2 separate regions of the Mus musculus genome follow, and region 1 is linked to region 2. A link is a contact called in public HiChIP or PLAC-seq data. All regions are on one chromosome and are shown on one strand. The core of a region is the stretch at or near the end of the contact, and the rest is flanking DNA. Distances in the headings are between cores, read along the strand shown. Region 1 has its middle 61 kb from the start of Gm41499. Region 2 overlaps Runx1 (runt related transcription factor 1).

Evidence for each region. HiChIP or PLAC-seq counts read pairs in DNA pulled down with a chosen protein or histone mark.
Region 1: a contact with region 2 is called in an H3K27ac HiChIP or PLAC-seq map of regulatory T cells, with 4 times the contacts expected there. The contact joins two enhancer-like sites. A contact is called at or near these places in 2 of 115 datasets of contacts at active chromatin or transcription factors (pancreatic cancer cells and regulatory T cells).

What each region holds. Positions count from the first base shown.
Region 1 is chr16:93,015,291-93,020,787 of GRCm38.p6, forward strand. No RefSeq gene overlaps it. Among named protein-coding and RNA genes, the nearest start is that of Gm41499, 61 kb to the left of the region's middle. Within about 2 kb of position 1,916, at least 15 of the 459 cell types and tissues checked have an H3K27ac peak or open chromatin away from gene starts, as enhancers often do. A contact at or near this core is called in regulatory T cells, where this site is marked.
Region 2 is chr16:92,641,434-92,647,376 of GRCm38.p6, forward strand. It overlaps Runx1 (runt related transcription factor 1), which reads right to left. Exons shown (of 8, transcript NM_001111021.2): 6 at 2,721-2,912. Among named protein-coding and RNA genes, the nearest start is that of Gm30224, 48 kb to the left of the region's middle. Within about 2 kb of position 3,433, at least 112 of the 459 cell types and tissues checked have an H3K27ac peak or open chromatin away from gene starts, as enhancers often do. A contact at or near this core is called in regulatory T cells, where this site is marked.

The DNA.
Region 1 (5,497 bases), core at 666-3,165, 370 kb after region 2:
CAGGCATCTTCTTGCGCTGCCCATTCGTGTGGGCATCGCTGGCCATCCATAGGGAATCGAACCCTTTCCTCTGTCTGCTTCCCGAACGCCCTCTCCTCCCGACGCTGTTAAGCAAATATCCCAGAGAGTGTGTATCTGTTAAGATCATTGTTGACTTACAAAAAGGGGATATAATTCTGTCGAGGGACACTTTAATCTTTGCCCTTCCTCCTTGTCCTAAGTGCTCACGGGATGCTGGGAAGGGGAGCATCTTAGGCCTAGGGAATGTGATGGCTTCTAGATCGTCGTGTGGTGTGGACCACTGCGGATCACCAAGTCTTCCGACTCAGTGTTCCACTAGAAACAAAAACAAACACAAACGGATGAACGGCATCCACGGAACATCTCACCTCATCCCTGTGTAGTTAGACGCAGAGATCAGTCCTAAGGGAAAGACTTCCAAAATATTTCCCCTGCTGCCTCAGAAAAGGCTTCTAAAAGCGCAGCTCCCGTGAGGCCCCTACTCTTCCCTCTCCTGGTGTTTTCTCTGGCTTCTCTTTGTGTGTGGAATGAAGCCCAGCTCCTGGAACAAGGAGACTCACACAGCCTGAGGCTGTCTCCCTCCCCTTTCCAGTCTCCTCCACCCCAGTGCACACCTGGGGAGACCACCTACCTATTCCCCCCAAACACACACACACACACACACACACACACACACACACACACACACACACACACATCAGTTACTTCTCCACTTCTCAACTTTAACCCTCTCTCTGCGTGTGCTCATGGGCAGTTTCTCATGCTTCTGAGCACAAGCAAAGCCCCTCTGTCCTCTCCTCTGCTAGGATTTCAGAGACCTGCAGGCTGCACGCAGCTTCTGGTTGTTATGAGTAAGGGCCCAGGAGCCCTCTCCTCTCCCCAGCTGTCAAGGCCCAGTGAACTTGGGTTCAGTGCTTAACCTTATGGAGCTCTCTCTCTCTCTCTCTCTCTCTCTCTCTCTCTCTCTCTCTCTGTCTCTCTCTCTCTCTAAACAAGGGTGACAGCGGTGTCTACCTCAGACTGATGATGGCTTAACTGATTTTGACTTTACTCTGTTGCAAAACCAACTTCCTACGACTAACCGTTCTGCATTTTCTCTGTCAGTTAGCCCTAAATGACGGGCTATCGTCAATAATTTATCATAACATGGGCTCCCTCCTTAGATGAGTTTGCCCACTTTAAGCCGATGTACACTAGACAGATGATGAAGGTTAGCTTAGCTGTATCAAATATTCTCGGGGCTCATGACAATTTCAGCTCACAGTGAATCTGTCAGGATGGGACCCATCAAAACGGTGGCACTCCTGTACCTGCCCCTAGCATTAAAGTGAAGAATAAATACTTGTAAAATGCTTATAAAGAAACTGGTACATAGGGTACAGATGCTTTGAACCTTCTTTCTCTCCCAGGGAAACATCTGTGGGAGCAGCATCCTGGGCCATAGCGTGGTGCTGACTATAAGGTAGCCATGCAATAGCCGTTCTTACATCTAAATCAGTCCTTTCTTAAAGGGCTCACTAAAATCCCTCTTTGCACAGTGGTATCTGGGATTGGACACTAAGCCGTGGAGCTCCACGTGGGTCTGTCTACTCATCATCCCAGTCTGTACAGAACTGCGAAACTCTCCCCTTAGAGTTCGGCTTCTTCATCTCAGATTCTTTTATTTGAGATTGAGTTTTATCATCTTTACTCTGTGTGTGTGTGTGTGCCTGTGTGTATGTGAGTGTGAGTGCAAGTTCCCATGGAGGACAGAAGCGGAGACAGGTCCCCTGACTCTGGAATCCCAGGCCATTGTGAGTTCAGCTGACGCAGGTGCTTCAAGGCTTACACGAACGTGGGTTCTGTCTACCCACATGTCGGCAGGTGCCTCTGACTGGCAAGAAGGATCTTTATTACACAGGAAGTGCATCATGGAAGCCAAATGAGAACTCTTATATGACGTGTCCTACAGCGTTGCACTGCGTGTAGTGGGTAAAAAATGCTCCCTGCTTCAGAACCTTTGTAACCAGCAGATGACCTTTCAAGGCTTCCACGGGTTAACATAGACTCTTCACAAAGCCAAGGAAGCCTTGGAAGTATATTAGAAATGGGTTACTGAGTGACACAGGAGTCTCCGTGGACACAGAATCAATAGGCTGTCTATGTGTGTGTGCATGGATGTGATTTACCAAACAAATAGGGCTCACATGATCATTATAGTTATTACAAAGCATTGACACATAGTCACAAAGATGAGGTGTTTGAAATGTGTGGCGTAGGTCTGCAGGTGGAGACCAGGAGGGTAGGATGCCCCAGACCCAGGCAGCAGGTTCAGCAGGCTGGACCCTGAGGACAGCAGCATGCTGGGGGTTGCCAGGTGTAGCAGGCTGGACCCTGGGGACAGCAGCATGCTGGGGGTTGCCTCTTGCTCAGTGTAAACTGGCTTCCCCTTAGTTTAGATCTTCAGCTGACTGAATGAGGACTGCTCGCACTGTATGTGTGTGCCTCCTCTGTGTTTCCCCATTTAAATACTAGCTTTGCCCTCAGACATCCTCCAAGGTAACATGGAGCCACCACAAACGCTGTTACAGAGACATCCGGGGATAGCAGAGCAAGGTGGCTGAGAGGGTGGAGGCGCTTGCTGTGCAGTCTTGGTGGCCTGGGTTTGATCTCTAGTTCCTTCAGTGGAAGTGGAACACCAACTCCTGAGAATTATCCTTTTCCCTCAGCACGTGCGGTATTCACGCATGCGGTGTATACATACGGGCACATCACCATCATCATCATCACATTCACCATCATCACCATCGTCATCATAAGCAATCACGAAACGATACGAAATGGGTGGAACTAGACAAAGAGAGGAACAGGAGTGCTTTGAATGCACAGCTCATTACCAAGGCTTCTCCGTCTAAGTCAGGGGGTTCCTTTCTTCAGAGAGAAAGCTGGATGAGGAACGGGATCACCGATCACTTTATTACTGCGGTTCCATAGCAACGACGGCATAAAGTTTGACTCATCTGTGGAAGCTTCTAAAAAAAATGAAGGTGCCTACTTTGTGTGAGTTTTGTGCCTTTGTATGAATTATTCTTTGGGAAAATCTGGGAAAACGGACAGCAGGGTACTTGAGGTCTCGGGGGCACACTGTGTGCTCCACCATCCCAAACATAGCGCCTGTGGCCTCTGACTACATTACAGGCAGAGAGTTTATGTTCTAGGGGGGACCACACGTTGATGATGCAATGCTTACGTCAGACGGAACCACTGGTGGTGTGGATTGACATGCTGCAAACTTAGAGCCACTGTCTGCAAAGTGGACGGAGTCTCCTCTTTACCTAAGGTGAAGGTCTGTGATCTTTATAAACGTTACTGCCACAGATCAGACATCTTTCCTCTGAGTGGTCACCAGAACACTGCGTTAGGAAGAATCCCTTATGTTTAATTTAAACTCAGTTTGCCATTTGACTCTGTCTGCAGTGCTAGGATACAGAGTGGGTTTTGTTCCAGTCGTGAGTACGCTGTGAGTTTAAAACCTGAACTCTGGCAGGAACTCCTCAGTAACTCAGAGGGCAGATTTGACTGACACTGCAAGGCAGCCCTCAGCCTGTGAACTTTCAAAGGAAATATCAGAGGACTCACCTGCCCACACGTTTAAACCCTTGCCAGGGTGTGGGTATGAGGAAAGGGGGAGGGCTCCTGCAGCACGTGCTAAACCAGGCCTGGGATCACACGGTCAGCCCTCACCAGTACCCACCAAAACCACCACCAATAAACACCATGATGATCCTTCCTCCCTCAGGCAGAGAGCACTTTGATTTTCAATAGGATTAACTCCAAGCTCTCCAACACTTAGGTGCCAATAAAATAAAGCAGTGTGGCACACAACCACGAGGCCCTCATCACTCGCATCTCAGCAGCGAGCAGGAGCAGCGAGGGCTGAATGGCTAAGAAGGGAGATCTAGCAATTGGCCCGCAATCACCTCACAAGTCAGTGGCAGGGCTGTGTCGGAAATTGGACTGTCTTCCAAACGTTGGTCCAGACCCCAAGGCAGCTGTAGGGTGGATTCCATGTCTACTCTCCTCTATCAAGCCTTCGTTTGGTCTGTTTCTGCTGAGGACCCTTTGAGGGTGTGGGTTTGCAGAAGATGTGCCACACAGATACAGTGAGTTAAAGCCCCTCAGCCAGCAAGGCCTGTGGGACTAAGCCCCTGCGTGCCTCTCATCTAGGAGCCCCTGGAAATCCTAAGAAGTCCATGGCACACCATTTCTTGTCTTTATGCCCCACACTAACTTCTTCATGTTTGCTGTCTGATTGTGTGTTCCTGTTTTATGTTCATTTAGACAAGTGGCAATTTCTCTTTCCCTCCCTCCCTCCCTCCCTCCCTCCCTCCCTCCCTCCCTCCCTCCCTCCCTCCCTTCCTTCCTTCCTTCCTTCTTTCCCTCCTTCCACCTCTCTCCTTTCCTCCCTCCTCCTCCCTCCCTTCTTCCTACTCTTTGTATCTCTTTTCTTCCCTCCCTCTCTCCCTTCCTCTTTCCTTCTCTCCCTCCCTCTTTCTCTTCCCTTTTCTCTCTCTCTTTTCTTCTTTTTTGTGCATTTCACTTCTCTGTTTTCCCTATACTGTTACTTCGATTTAAACACCCCAGATGTCGTACTCACTCTATGATAGGCGGTAATGTTGCTTGTGTGCTAGCAGCAGAGGCTGTGGAAAGCATAAGACCAGACCCCCTTTCACCTGACACCCACTCTGTGCTCTGTGAGTTTTACCATCTTCGCCCCTGAACATCTATACACTGAAGATGCCCCCAGTTCCAAACTGTCACTCACAAGAGCTAATCTTCCCACTGAAGCAGCAGAAGCCTTAGCACAAGGACTCCCAGGCCTCCACGGGACTCTCTGCTTCCCCTTCTTCTGACTCTCAGATGCACTGGGGCATTGGTGGCTGGGTTAATGAACCCATCCATTACACCGCCACAGTGGAAGGAGAATTTACCTCACTGTGTCTACAGCTGGGGCACAGCCAGCATATCTATAACCAGAAGGCAGCTGATTCAAGAGAACCTGCAGTAGAATGGTCATTTCTTACCATCAGGGGTGCCTGCCATACAATACTCAGTCAGGTACTTTCCAGATGCAAATGAAGACCGGCTGTCCTGATTGGATGGTGTTGGGTGGGTCCTGGGTGGAGGCTGGGTTCACAGGACACAGCTTTGCTGTATCAGGTCACAGTCAATTCCTGTTACACATCCTCAGTTCAGTTGGGGGGCGGGGGGAGAGGGAACGAGTAGACCCACAGTTCCCTGCTTGGGGACACTTTCTGGACCAGGGTTCGATAGGCAAACTCTTTCTTCCTGGATTTTCCATTATTGGCTCCCATCCAGTGTGGCCACAGCTTAGAGAAATAACATTTGGATTTAAGGGCATGTTTTTGGTTGATTAGACACACAGACACACAAAAACAAATAGATGCTTTCACATACATAAACATATAGATGTGCA
Region 2 (5,943 bases), core at 2,183-4,682:
GCTGACAATCATTCCTGTGTCTCTGTGGTGTCCAGGGGACACCGCCCTGGCTACTTCTGGGATAGTTTTCTTAAAACTGTGACTGCCATTTCAGAGAGCCACAGTCCCATGGTGCATCGCTTAAATTCCCACCTTAAGTAGGCACGTGTGCTCTACGGCTAGGACCAGGCAGTAACTGCCCGCAACGCCAGGAACAATGTGAAGAACTTGCCTGTTACACTATCCCTGTTAATGTTTACATTTCAAGGGTGAAAAAAAATCAGGAGTTCACTCAAAACTAGATTTGTATAAAATAGCACTTTCTTATAAGAAGAGATACCAGAGAAGAGCCGGAGAAGGGAGAAGGAAGAAAGAAGAGAGGAGAGAAACCCAGAAGGTGGGAGAGAGAACACAAGAAAGAGAAATTGGTTTTATATGCAGTATCTTCAATGGGGTTTGAAACCGCGTGTCTGCCTGGAGGCCAGTAAATCCCTGCTTATCAAATTTATATACTGGAGAGGAAAAAAAATCCACAATATAGTCCACACATCTTCTCAGAGTACCAACCAAGCCCCTAGGACACTCTAAGAGCAAGTGCAGTGTTCTGGAGAGTCACCGATGCGCAGCCACCTGTCCATGACCATGCCTCTGTGCACAGGTGGGTGGTTCCAAAGGCCCAGGGCTCCCTTGAGCCCACCCACCCTCTGCAGTTTCTAGGGACGAGGTATGTAAGACGGCAAACTGAAGCAGTCCGGGTTCATGAGGCAGGCAGAGGCAACCATCTGAATTTGCTCCTGCATGGTTTGGCACTGGCTTTAAAGACGCTTACCAGTTTTGGTTTGACTGTAAGTAAAAGACCAGCCTCCTTCTCAGCTCACGGGCGCTCGGGGCAGCCAGGAGAGGGCAAGAGAACAGCCTTTTCTTTGGGTTTTAGACATGGGATCCCGGAGAAAACGTGTGTGAACTTAAGTGAGAGTAAACAGAAGGCAGAGAAATGTCCTTGGATATCTCCTTCTCCCACAGTCCATCCATCTCACCTAAAGTGTGTCATTTGCCTCAATTCACCACCGAGCTGCACTGTGGGACCTTGGAAAATTAGTGTGGGTATTTTGAGTGATTATTCGTCACTATTACACACACACACACACACACACACACACACACACACACAAAAACACCTAAGGATTTTGGTGTGGCCTTTTTCTAAACATACCTAGGAAGAAAGCCTAATTTTTGTGTCTGTTCATATAAAAGAGAGGCGCTGTGCTGTGCTAACACGGTCTCATGTATCTCTGGTTGGCTTCAAGCTGGCTACGTAGCCATGGCTGGCCTTGAACTCTTGATTCTGCTGTCTCCATCCTGCAAGTACTATGATAACTTGACTGTAATACCATGCCTGGGGGTATAGGCTTTCTATATTACATTCTGGAAAATGTGGGCCTATTTGTGAGCCCTGCATGTGTTTCTCCCCAGAGACAGCAATCGGCTCAGATAAAAACCTTATCAAGTAGATGCCCCCTTTTCTCCTGTGAAGCTCAGAGGACACTAGTCTTTGCTTTCTGTGAAGGGCAGAGCCCCACTCCTGCTGCCCATCCTCTGCCCCTTTCTTTGTATGGGCTGCTCATCCCTTCATTTGAGTTGCCCAGGCCTGCATCTCTGCAGGAGTATTGCTGTAAGCATGCCATATTAATAGCTGTGTCCCACCTGTCCCAGAGAAAACTGCCTTTTGGTTATTATAATGGTATATCACTGAACAAACAGATTCCGACGTCAGCCGTCCGACTGGGGAAATGCAGTGAGCATTATCTAACTTGGCACAGAGGGTATGTGCAGTTATTACATCTTACAGCGTGTTTGCCACTGGTGACTGGCCCACAGAGTGACCAGAACTCACGCTACTGATCTGAAAATGTTCTGCCTGATACAGCCCACACCACATACATACACACGCATGCCTCTTTCATATTTTGAAAGAAGAGATATTAAATGAAAACTTAGCATAAAATCTAAAGGCAACAAGAACTTAAAAACCCCTTGCTGGATTTGTATGTGTATGTGTGTTTATACATGTATACACAACACATACATACATACATACATACATGCAAGCAACTGTGTGTATCGTGGCTTCAAGACTAATGGGTAGATAAGAAAACAACATAGTAGAAAACAAGTCTTACAAAAACCTCTCGTCAGCTTCTATACAGGAGGCTATTTGTATCTGAAGGCTCTATAGCTAAAGATTAAACCGAAGGTGGGTTGATAATACAGCTTTTTAAATGTACACATATTGAAATGTATTTTCGTCAGGATTCCCTACGTAATATAACTTGGTGATTGTCAACATAGCATGAATAGCGTGTTAGATGCTAGCCGCAGAACGGATTACAGTCTCCAGGATGATGTCCACAGGCCTAGGCAAGTACTAGGACATATTGAACTCCTGTGGAGTTTGATACCTGGAACCGATAACTGCAAGGGTACCAAGAGAGATACACGCGTGTAGCCATGTACACATATGGCTTCCACAGCCACGATTCCCTCCCATGCTCAGCAGCCACACTTCTCAGAGTAGAGATACTCTGCAGATGGAACAGCGTTCTCCTCATTAAGCTCCCAGCTGATGCTGCGGGGTTTCAACAGTTCCCTTAGAGCACCCAGAAAGGCCTGGCAGCCCCGGTGCTTTCTGCGCCTGGGACTCCAGCAAAGACAGAGGGTAGTGGGCTCCGTGGGGTACTTACCCTGCATCTGACTTTGAGGCTGAGGGTTAAAGGCAGTGGAGTGGTTCAAGGAGGCCCGAGGGTTGGGCGTGGGGGCTGGGTGGTGCGGGCTGACCCTCATGGCCGTGCGCCGCAGCTGCTCCAATTCACTGAGCCGCTCGGAAAAGGACAAACTCCCGGGCTTGGTCTGATCATCTAGTTTCTGCCGATGTCCTAGTGTAGGGACCGGGAGGGGAAGGGAGGAGGAGGAGGAGAGGGAGGCAGGGAAGGAGGGAGGGAAGAGATCAGAAAACGTGTTGTGGAGGGGACTTTTCTTATCTTTCCCCTCCCTCTCCCTTCACCCCCAAGGTGAGCTTGTTGGACATTGCCCCTTGGGCTGGCTGCCTGTGGGAACCAGGGCTATCCTTCTGATAGCCCGCTGAGGTTCCTTCAGCCCACTGGTCCCTGGCTGTTGCCTCAGTCTGGGACTCGGTGCCCACAGCTCTCCGCACATCCCCTCGGGTGGGCAGACACTAGTGAGCGGAACTGCTGATGGTGGCCCCGGGTAAGAAGCCCGTTGCTTGTTGGCTGTGGGCCTCAGGCTGGGAACAGAACTGTGGCAGCCAAGAAAGGTGCCCTCCCGGGGTCAAGAATGCCCTGCCTTCCTGAAAACCTGAGCAGCAGGTCTGAGAGGTGCCAGAGTGGGCCCTGGAACGTAGCAGCGTGTCCCTTCAACAGGAAATTGGGTGCAGCTGCAAACCCACAGCCGAGGAGTGAGATTTCCTGTTACACGCAGGCAGGCACAGGGCATCCCTCTCTGCCCTCACACACCCAGGCCCCTTCCTCCTTCGTACAGGCTCCTCAGAAGCATCCTTACTTCCCTGAAGCCCACTCCCTGGGCGGATCCCTAGGAGGAAGTAGGCAGAAAGGTGCAGCGTGGGTCTGTTCCAATATTTCTAGTAGGCCAGGCCCTTGGGAGCTCAGAGGGAGTGGCCAGCTGGTCTGCTGATTTTCCCTCGGAATGAAAAGCAAGGTGGGATGCTTGCTGTCGTGTAAGGGTGGTAGGTGTCTCTGTTACCAGGAAACAGCAAGTAGGGGCATCCACGTGGGCCAGTCAGGAGGGCTGGGCCTCCCGCTTTTTTTTTTTTTTCCCTCTCCATCCCCTTCAAAGTATTATGCAGACTAGAGATTGTAGAGGAGCCCAGCCTCCCACACAGTCACAGTAGAGATCCATTCCTCCTTTTAAGAGGCCGACTTTGTTGTTTCCTCCTCGTTCTCAAGGTTTGTTTGACTAGAACCGTTGACTGAGCCAGGGCCATTCTCCTGTCAATGGTTACACAGCCTGAGCCACAATCATCCTCCTGTACACAGCCTCACAACAAGACAGGGGAAGCCGTTGGCTTCTGCCCATAGAAATGCTGTTGCTGCTACCCCAGCCCAGCCCAGAGCTACACGGAGGACCCTGGACCATTCTTCCAGCACAGGAGTGGTTACAAGGCTACCCCGCCCACCACCTAGTTCCCGATTGCTACAATTATAAAATTATGTCGTAGAAGTTGTGTTATGGTTTCAAATCCCCGCGGCTTGCTATTTCTTCCTGCTACGGGCCTCCTTGGCACTGCCGACACGGTCTCAGATTCCAGGCCAGAAAAAGGGCCCACTATATTGCAGCGATTTTTATCACTGACAAGACCTGTTTGGCTCCAAATGGAGGAAAAAAAAAAGCTTAAGCATAATATTTGTGTAGTTCACATGCAGCGCTCGCTCTTTCCACGTATCGCCACGGCAAATCTGGACTGTCATTCAGAGCTCACAACACTGGACTCAAACACAAACACCCTGAGTCACGCAGGCTCGGCCGGGGCGCATGGGAGAGGCCTCTTGTAGCCGGAGTATTTAAAGCTCTATGGACAAAAGAGGCCAAGTTCCCGAGCCACCCCCTCCAGCCTTTTACCAGCAGAAGTACAAAAACTTCTTTTTCTAGAGCCTTCTACCTTGCTCAGTCTTAGTATATGTAGTTCGGTGTGCAGCCCTCTCTGGATCCTCCCTCTTCTTTTCTTTGCGACCTAATCAGTCCCCACTCCTCATCCCACCTGAGAAACCTCAGGCTTTCTCACAGAAAAACAATCTGAGCTCTAAAGCCATTTAAAGCGTGATGCGGCCCCTTTTAAGTGTCTGCCGTGGTCTCTCATGCCAGTCAAGGAAGAGGAAGGTGGGAAACATGACGCTGGATAGCTTGTATGGTCTCAGAAAGAATGTGGGTCAGCAAGAGCTTGCAGCAGGCTTTGTCTGTGTCGCAGCCTCGCATTCCTGAGGCACCCAGTGGCATTTTGGAAGAACACCGTGAAGGACAGTGTGTAGCCATAGGAAGGGCATGCGTGTGTGTGTGTGTGTGTGTGTGTGTGTGTCTGTGTGTGTGTCTGTGTGTGCGCGCGTGCGCATGAGCCCCCTCACTTGTGTGCATGATCATTCTAAAGTCAGAGCATCAGTTAATGGTGGTGTCTCTGGCCAGCCTTTGAAGAATGGCTATCTGAGTATCTGGCTCTGTGAATTTGGGGACTTGATCACTGAGAACTCAAACAGGAATAAGCTGTTTGTGGCAAGTGGACAAGCCCCTATGTGGCCAACACACGTGACATATTATTTTTATTTCTCTTCCCTCGTTACTCAGTTAAAAAAAAAAAAAAAGGACTCCTAATATGTGATCTGTTTTCGTAGCAGCTGACACCTGCCAGAATCGTAGTCATTTACAGAGATTAACTGATGACTGCCTGCTCTGGCAGGAATGCCTGGGCCTGGCTTCTCAGAGCTGCTTCCTAAGCCCCATGAGTCTAGAAAGTCCCGAGCTGGGTCTAGTGCTCTGGATTAGGGAATACTTCATTCCATGCTCTCTCCGTGTGCATTCTGGGAGTCTGTAGGAGAGGTTCTGCCTGAGAGAAAGCTTGAACCCCACATCCACAGGGTGTTAGAGAGTTGCAACACCAGGACACCCAGGGAACGCAGGGCATCATCATGTTCAAGGCGTGGCCCCAAGTGCATTTAGAATCAAGAGCACCTAATTCTCTTCTGAAACCATTGGGCTTTGTGTGCCAAACAGCAATATTTTGCATGGAACATAGGAGCTTCCGATGGAAACTCTCAGGCTGGGGGAAAATGAATGCTTTATGTCTTTAGTTTCCTGGATCTGTATGCTATTAAAATATCAATTTGCCCCCTGAATTTTAAATGCAGGAGTATGGAAAGTGCCCACTCTGAAATCCCTGCT